Linked DNA regions of Anas platyrhynchos: region 2 is linked to region 1. The links are chromatin contacts, called in public Hi-C maps. All regions are on one chromosome and are shown on one strand. The core of a region is the stretch at or near the end of the contact, and the rest is flanking DNA. Distances in the headings are between cores, read along the strand shown.

What was found. Hi-C and Micro-C count contacts between places; a contact is called where the count stands out from the background.
Region 2: a Hi-C map of liver shows a contact between it and region 1, with 3 times the contacts expected there. The contact joins two enhancer-like sites. A contact is called at or near these places in 4 of 8 Hi-C or Micro-C datasets (F1 follicle, F5 follicle, liver and 1 more).

What each region holds. Positions count from the first base shown.
Region 1 is chr10:6,067,809-6,072,283 of IASCAAS_PekinDuck_T2T, reverse strand. No RefSeq gene overlaps it. Among named protein-coding and RNA genes, the nearest start is that of CAPN6, 3.8 kb to the right of the region's middle. Within about 2 kb of position 2,698, at least 3 of the 8 cell types and tissues checked have an H3K27ac peak or open chromatin away from gene starts, as enhancers often do.
Region 2 is chr10:6,161,632-6,166,106 of IASCAAS_PekinDuck_T2T, reverse strand. All of the region lies in intron 1 of DCX (doublecortin), which reads left to right. Among named protein-coding and RNA genes, the nearest start is that of DCX, 13 kb to the left of the region's middle. Within about 2 kb of position 2,061, at least 2 of the 8 cell types and tissues checked have an H3K27ac peak or open chromatin away from gene starts, as enhancers often do.

The DNA of each region.
Region 1 (4,475 bases), core at 1,449-3,948:
GACAAAGATGCCCTTCTCTGACATATACGGCCCCAATTCTGCTGCAAAACAAGGCAGCAAAGCCAATCTGAGCTTGTATTAACACAGTGCAGCAGCCTGACTGTAATAAGTAGAAAAATTCTCAGTGAAAATAGGAATACAGTAACAGTTCACGGCCAAATCTGTAATCAGTCTGTAAGTTATGATTCTTGCAATACTGCTTAGAAAGCTGACCCAACAGGATGCACTAATAGGGTCTTGATTAATAGCTTACCAGCCTGGTCTTTGGAGAACAATGCATTTGTGCACTCAGGAAAGAAAATCTTTGGAAGACGCTGTTCTGTCACAAATCGTTCATGCTTTAATTAAGAAGTCCTCATCAGGGAAGAAGATAACTATGCGATATGTGAATGGAGTAACACAGCGGATCTGTAATGAAATCAACTCTCAAATGGGGTCGCCCACCCATGTACTACTGTGCGCATACAGCAGGAAGATGAGCCAAATGCGGTGAGATGAGGCCAAGCTTTTGTAGCTCTGCAAATGAATAGGTTGTCCTCTGGGTGGGAAGGGGAACTGAAAGAGGAGGCAGTGCAGTTACATGCTGGAGAACTTGACAATGAGGCCCAGCGTGTCCTCCTGTGCCCTTCTCAGAGCTCCTTTTAAAGGACACTTTTCTTATGCTAGCATCTCATACTAAGCACTCCAGGACAGGCTCCCAGGCACACATGGACAAGCACAGCATCCCCCTCATTGCTTATTCCATTAAAGTATACACTAAAGAACACCCTTCTGTCCCCTTGACACAAATTCAGATAGAGAAAAAACAAGCCTGCCCTTAATATCTTTGATCTTGAAACCTTAATGACTCAAGACACTTGCTGCTGGTCAGAAAATTAGAACCACTGTGATAAAAAATGCCAGGTCACAGAACAAGGAAAAGAGTAATTAGAGCACCAGGCTGCAACTCGAGAGAACTGGTTTCAAATTCTGACACAGCCACAGGTTTCTGTGGGACATGGGGAGTCACCCACGGTCAGAAGCAACACTTTTGGCAGATGCCCAAAGTGGGCTTAGAATTTCTTTGGGTTTCAGCTGCTGGTGGGAAGGATAACCACTGTCTGAGACTCTGTATAATGAGTTTTACATGTGAAACTAAAGGAGCTGCTGAGAGTTATAAGTACTGGAGATCACGAGCACTATCTGTTGAGGAGCTGGGATCTGAAACTGCATGAAGACAGGCTTGGACCTATTTCCAGTGGAAAACTTGGACCTATTTCCACCTACTTCACTTCAACGTAACACCTTGGTAAATAATTTGCATATCATAGTGGCTGACGTGATGTAGGAGGTTGAAACGTATATAAATTTATCCATTAACGTAAGAGAGCTCCCAAACACAGAAGCTTGGGATCCTTTCAACCCTGGGTTTAACAGTAACGAGAAAGGAAAGATTAGGCACTGTGTTTTACCTCTGTTAAATAAAATAAAGGCATTATATGGTCAAGTCTTCAAGGTAAAACCCTCATGGGCTCCACAGCAGATGTAAAATGCTATGAGCACTGCTAGCTCAAGTGTCCTAACTGCAGCGCACTGCCCTGGGCCTCTCTGATCCCCGCACACGTGTGGGAGCGCAGAGCTGCGCCACGTGCTCAGGGTGGCTTGGGGAATGTTTCTGCAGCATCATCCTACAGTGAGCGGTGGAGGAAATGTGACCGCAGCCCCTTCCAGCTCCTCCTCATGTTAAATGAGTTTGTGATTTAAGCCCATTTTAGAAGGGCTTTGTTCCTAGAGGTCTCAGGTGCTCCGAGAAGGGAAAACAGCTCAGCCCGAGAGCTTTTCTCATGACCCTGAATCAGTAACGGCTTTATCCAAATCCCACTGAGAAACAAGAGTGCTACGGGCAATGTTTTAAATATTTAATGTTTACACAACACTCAGAATACAAATGGCAATTCAAAGAGAAGGAAACTCCTGTCTTCTCCAAGCTCCTCAGGAACATTTTTCTCCATGTGTTTTTCAGCGTGACTGACACCTGCCTACCCAGCCCTCACCGGCTGTGTGTCGCGTTTCTCATGTTCCTGTGCTAACACCTGTCCCGCTGCCTTTCCTGCGAGCTGCAGGGCGCTCACTGCTGGCGTGCGAGCCCCACACACACACAAACACCTTCCTCACCACCTAGGGGTAAAAAACCTGCCTGAACAGCAGGACCACAAGAAGGCAAAAAGGCTTCCCCTAAGTCGTGGCAGGAGTGCCAGCCTGAGGTTTCTTCGCCATTCCCCTGCCACCTTCCTCTCCCTGCACAGCTGCTGAGCGCCCATACTGGGTCCCAGCTCCCCTCAGCACCCCGAGCTCCCCTCAGCCACGAAGATGGCGGCGGGAGGCGCCGGAGGCGGGACGAAGCCGCCTCGCCTGCCGGGGAACCGCCGCGACCGCTGGGCGAGGCCGCCACCTAGCGGGCAGAGGCGGCCCCGGCCCCGCTCTGCGCTTCGTGCCGAGCCCGGGAGGCTCCCTCCGAGCCGTGGAGCTCAGCCCGAGCCCCCGTTTGGAGCCCCCCTCGGCGGAACAGCCATGGCAGGGGGTGGGGTCGGGGCTGTGGGGGAGCTCCTCACGCGGCCCCTGTGCCGGGCACAGCCCGGGAGGAAGCAAGGTGGTGAAGCCGCAGCGGTGTGCCTGGCTGATTCACAGCTGCTCGGGTGTTCCACATTTCCCCATTTTCCTGGGAAGGTTTCCCCAGCACCGAGCAGGAGGGAGCTGAACGGGAGCTCCCTCAGCTCCCCCTCCCCAGCCCCGTTTCCAGTCAGGGTGCTCCGCGTGTGCCCTCATGGTGCGGTGGCGGTGCCACAGAGATGGCTCCTGCACCACGTTTCTCGCTCGGTGAGGTGTGTGCCATGGGCTGCGGCTCTCTGCAGGGTCTCAGCAAGGGCTGGGGATGTGGCCATGGCTGCAAAGTTGGTTTCCTCACAGTGCTCAGCAGCTATTTTGTTGTTTGGGCCTCTGACGGGCTCACAGGTAAATCAGGATTATGTCAATTCGGTGAAGCCCTTGCACCTTTCCCTCAGGCTCTGCCTACTCTGGAGCCATGTTCCTCTGCTCTTCTTCATGAACCTACCCCAAAAAATAGCTGCAAACGCCCACCTCAGATCTGGATCCCCCAGGGAATTTGGGGGATGGCAATGTTAACTTGTTTTATCCCTACTTCTCTTAAAATCATCAGCGTTTCTGAATCAAGCCTTATGTTTCTAAAGGTTTAGAAATTCTGTAATTTATGCAGTTGGAGGATAAATCCTGCCCTGTACACCAGCACTGCGGCCCCTCAGTGGGCAAAGGGCTCCTCTGAAATCTGTACGGGGGGAAGGTGCAGCCCCTTCTGTGCCCCCTTCACAGGGCCTGTGCTCCCTTTACCCAGCACTGTGCAGTGAACCATCAGTGTGGGGCTGACCCCATTCCCCTGCCGTCATTTATGCTGTGGAGGAAAGTGTGAAGGGACCTGTTATGAAAACCCCACGACACAAGGGATGAGTGATGCAGATGCAAAGTGCTGGTGTTGAGCAGAATCAGCCCTCAGCTGGATATGCAACTTTGTGAGCTTTTTTTGTGCGTATTGGTTAGTTTTCAAATTCTGCCTCTTGGGTTTCTCTCTGTACAAAACTGCCTAAATTAGAGAGAGTAGAATAAACATGTAGGATTTAAGTAGAATCTCTGCTGGAAACCACCTAATGTTTTATTAACAAATTGCCCCATGCAATTAAGTGAATAATAGATGAACATAGCTCTGGTGGGACGAGAACCTTGCAGTGGAGTGTCTGCAAGGTGACAGGCAGGCTGCAGGCATCTGTGATAAATGTTCATGAGTGGGGCAAAGCCACTTTGACACCTTGCAGCTGTAGTAGCCCTTCTGACAGGCATTAGGACAGCTATTAGTGCACAGCAGTCTGGAACTGGAGTGAACTGTGAAACCAAGAAGGCCTTTGGCATGAAGACAACCTTGCTATCACCTCCTTCTTTGCGAAGAGAGTCCCCAGGAGTAACTAACTCTCCTGGATCAGGTTTGGGTGGGGAAGAGAGAATCGAGCTTGGTTCTCGGTAGCAGTCCCTTGTGGTTATCGGCAGGCATGTCACAGACTGCCCAGATGGAGCAGGGATCTCTGTCCTCCTGCAGCTGTGAGGGGCTGTGGGTCAGGCACAGCTGGCCAGCAAGGCACTGATCCGGCCAGGTGCTGCAGGGAGTGAGGGACGATCACTGCGGCTGGGCTGCAGGCCCGTGGGGTGCTGGAGTTGCTCATGGGTGTGGGGTAATGCAGACAGCAAGGTGCGGTAGGGGAGGGCAGGCATTTATGGAAGCATGACTGGATGTTGAGCGTGTGCTGAATGTAGGAACGTGTGAGAACCACTGCCTCATGATGGAGCAAGTTCTCTTGCTTACTTGTGCTGTGCTGTGTCTTTACACAGCCCAGTTCTGCGCCTGCTGAGGGTGCAGGAGTGAGTCAGGTCTG
Region 2 (4,475 bases), core at 812-3,311, 94 kb before region 1:
TTAACCTTTGTTTCAGAGATAAAACCTACGTTTAGCTCTTAGTCGGTTCTCAGGAGGTATCTAAAATCACTGGATAGCTGCGAGAGGCAGGACTTTGCCTATCACATTTTTCTGAAACCTGCTTCCTTCATGTGCTTAGAGTACTCAAGGATGCCTTGTACCACAAACAGACAGGGTGCTGCTGGCTCCTGCTTGCAACACCCAGCTTTCCAAAGTCTTGTCGTAATTTAGGAGATCTGGTTCAGTTTAGCATGGTGTCTGCAGAGCTGGATCTGGTTGTTGGAGAAAGGTGACTAAAAATGTCAGCTATAGCATATTTTTTCAACTATAGTGTATTTTTTTTTTTCATTCTGGCTGACTGTAATGAGTTTGTGTCCTCCTAGAGTGAGGGACTACATCTATGCAAACAAGAATGTGTTCATTGGTATTTTAACAACAATCTTTGTGTGCTCATGTATTCTAATTTGTATGGGGTTTTGAGCAGATAACATCTCAGATTAAAATAAATTTGTTCATTTCTGTATCTATCTTTAAATTTCAGTGTAGAATCAAAGCAATGATTATCAGTTTCTTAGATAAATGTGTTTCTGAAGAACAATAGCTGTATATGCAGCCATAAAAATATCATTTGCTACTGTTCTCTGTGATTTGTTTAGGATAAAACAGGTTGGAACCATCCCCTGGAAGCAATAAGACACCAGCACAAAAGCACTTTCCCACTCTGCTCTCTTCGTTCTTGGAGAGTGTAAAAATCTTTGAGCTGCCTCTATCTCAGCTGTTACACTGGTAGAGGTGAGCAAGCTGAATGACAATTATTTCTACTATGTAGCTGACAGCTCAGCACCTCTGCACAGCAGCTGAGCTCAGCCAGAATCCGCACTCTAAATACTGATTGCTCATCTGCTAGCAGGCAGGTTTCCTCAGAGCCTTTTACCTTGCCTGGGAGTTTGTCTCCCATGTGCTGCTGCTGGAGGTTGGGTGTGTTGGCACAAACATGGGCTGAAGGTGAGCCCTCTACTAGGAAGGGCTGTGTGCTCCGAAGACAGTGTGGGCATCAACAGAGAGTACTTACGGGTGATGTGTTGGGGTACACGGACGTGAGAAATGCTTAGGACTATGGAAAAGGAGGATCTGTATAGGATGGGGACTTCTTCACACACTGGAATGAGTTGTGATTCAAAACCAAGAGCATTGAGCTCGCCTTCCTACTCCTCTTTGTAAACTTTGTAAAGTCTGCCAGTCATACAGGATGATCACGATTTTCTTGCAACTCCAAAGTTCAAAATGAGCCTCAGAGGTTGAGAACTCCAGGTTGGTGTAATTTACCCTCTTATTACTTATAGTCTCTGTCTGTGCTGTGCTGAATATCTTCTCATATCATCCAGGAGTTTAAAAGTTCCTAATGTCTACTGAGGCCACAGAAGGCATTTTTCATCTGTTTAAAATTTTAGTCTTGTAGGTCAATTATCAAGAAACTTCTAGTCTTGGTCATGAGTCTACTGTTATGATGCAGGCCATGGACAACCTCTGTGAAAGGAGACATCTGGATTTCTTGTGGTTCTATTTGTCTTGACCTTAGCTAGAACTTGCAAGCCATATATCATACTTAGTTTGGTCAGCAAAAACGTACTGTCAACCTCTGGGAGGCTCTGCTTGTCCCCCAGGGTAGAGGCCATGCACGTGGCAGATGTTTCCAGGGCTTTCTGCAAGCTTTGCAAATTGCTGTTAAGGAAAACCAGTGCCACTGCACTGCCACCAACACTTGGCTTGTGGAACCCACTGGATGTGGCAGGATTTGTGTGGGATAATACGGGGTATTGTGTGTAATGTGTTGCATTTTCTGCTATCAGGAAATTTGTTTTCAGCTGCAGAAAAAAAGCATTGATTTAGGTGGTTTGCTTGTAAGAGGGAGGGGATGAGCCAGAGCCAGATGAAACCCGGTGCAAAAGGTTTTCTTTGGATGACGGTCGTGTGTTTGAGTGCTTTTTCATATCTGGATGTGTAGGGAATGTCTTCAGTGAGTCATTGAATTACTCATTACGAGCTGCATTGTTTCCAGATCCTTACGAAGGGTTTATGAGCCCAGGGAATGGCCTTTTCCCTTGCAGCATGCTTCCTGTTGATCCCACAGAGCATGCATGGCCAGTTTCTCCCAGATTTCAGCAGAAGTTTATCTGAAGCCAAAGTAATCTGCTGAAGTTGAGGGGGGTTTGCCAAGGGTACAGGGCTGCAGCATGGAAACTCAGCACAGCTGGTGGGATCTGGAGGCTGGCTCCAGAGCAGTGACAAGTCCCATCCAAGGGGCGCTGGTGCTGGGAGGTGCAGGTGAGGAGCCCCACACGGTCAGGCTGCTGGAGGTGGCCGTAGAGCTCAGCCAAACAGTTGGAAGCTTCAGTTTGCACCCTCGCCTCCTTCCCCAGGCAGAAAGCTTTGTCCCTGCTGCTCCCTGGGATTTTTAAAGATTCAGGCCATCTGTGACTTGAGTCTGAACCGCCTCTGCAGAGGTTACAAGGCTCGGAGTGGTGAAGCCATGCTGCGGAGGTATTCCTCCACCCTTCTCTCCCCAGCAGCAAGCTGACTTTGTCTCACTAACATTGGTATTTAAAAGACTTTCAGATATGTGTGTGGTCCCTGTAAAAAAAAATCTCCAAAGGAAACAAATGTTATGTGGTGAAAGTCTGCCAAGTCCCCCTTGCTTATTAGCTCACAGTATCATGTAGGAGGGACTTAACTCTATAGGTTAGTACAGGATAGCTCTTCAACGAACTGTCAGTTCCTCTGAAAATTCAGGCTTAAAGCCTGTTGCTCTATAGGGTCGAGAGTGAGCCACTGGCCTTACAGGCCTTAGTCTTTGACTGCTCTGAGACATTTAGCAGAGCCCTGAAATGGTCACGTGTGATTTCAGGGGTCTTTGGCATATAAGAGCTCATCAAACAAGGCTTTGAAAGGAGTGATCAAGGATGACATTTTGAAAGCAGTCCAAAAGCACAGAGGTTAAAATAAGAAAAGTAATTAAACATGTGCATCTAAATAGACTGACTGGAGTACGATGATCCAAGACTTCCTTCAAAAGCAATGATTGTTTGATTTAATTTTTTCCAGAATTCTCATCTGTGGTGCAGCCAGACTTCAGCTGCTTATCACCCGAACTTACGTCCTGATGGGTAAAACGTGCTGTGCAACAGGGGGGTGGTGTTGACATAGAAAGCACTTAAGACTGACTTGTGATGATAGAAACTGGATTTTCTACTTATATGTAGAGAAGTTAGCAGAGAAATAGTCACAAAATCCCTTTTACCTGCAGTCTGCTCCTCTCCAAAGTACCGCAGTTGCCCAGCAATGTCAACAAACATGTCTTCTTCCAGATTTAGTTACACAGGCAGAAGTTTAAATGTTAGCTTCCTGGAGGAAAGATGATTCACCTGATTTAAAGCAGATATTTTAATCTGAAAAGCTAAATTTATCTTTTCCTTTTATCCAGATGAAGTTATTGATGGGAAGATACTTTCCAATTCTCAGTATCTCATGCTGCCTAATATGGTTCAGATTAGTGTCTCAGAGGATACTCTTTTCTGAAGTAAGTTTTGACCAGCATTAACTCCTTGGGGGTCTCTGAAGAATCTCATCTGCCTGACCAATAAAACCAGTCAAAGTAGGCCCTTATACTCACCAAGAAAGGGTTATTTCTATGCCATGTTGTGTAGCCCAGGAGCAAATGCCAGGTTTCTTGCCAGAGTAGTTCTGCTTAAATCTGAATGCTTTTAAAAACAAGTGCCCACGCTCCAAAAAGTTTCTGGCAGTGTCCTAAGCAAGCATGTCCATATACACACACTTCATCTTCTTACCAGTGGGCATGGGCTCAGATGTGGAAAGAAGTCAAAAGCCACCTGTTAGGGCTGTTTGAGACCACGTGCTGTCCTCAGCATGCCCCAAACAAGTCAAACCTGGGAGAAAAGTTGTACAATTCCACTGACTTCATGAATTTTTGTCATCCTGCCACATTGCCCCTGACTAGTATCCAGATGCCTCATCCCGATCCCAAAGTTTACCTCTTCTGTATCAAAGTTATGTGCACCTCTGAAGACTAAGTTTGTTTTTCTCCGTTCTTGCTCTTACTGCACTCAGCACATGCATAATAATTTGTACCTTTGCATTTACAAAATATGAATACATGTATGGTTACAACAGTACTATAGGGAAGAATTGATAATCCTGGACAGATTAAGCACATGGTGATGCATGTCCAGATATTTTCTAATTTGGGAATGGGAAGGAGAATCCTTGAACTCTTGCATCTGCATGTAGAGACCTACTGACGTGCCCTGGGAAGCACAGTTCCTGCTCTCTCCTGTGGTCCCCTCAAGTGTGAATTGCTGAGGAAGGAGAGCAGATCTGTGGCTTCCTCGTTAGTGATCCCACCAAGCACAAAGGGCAGCAGCTGACAGCTTTTGCAGAGGGTGCAGGGAACCTTTTAT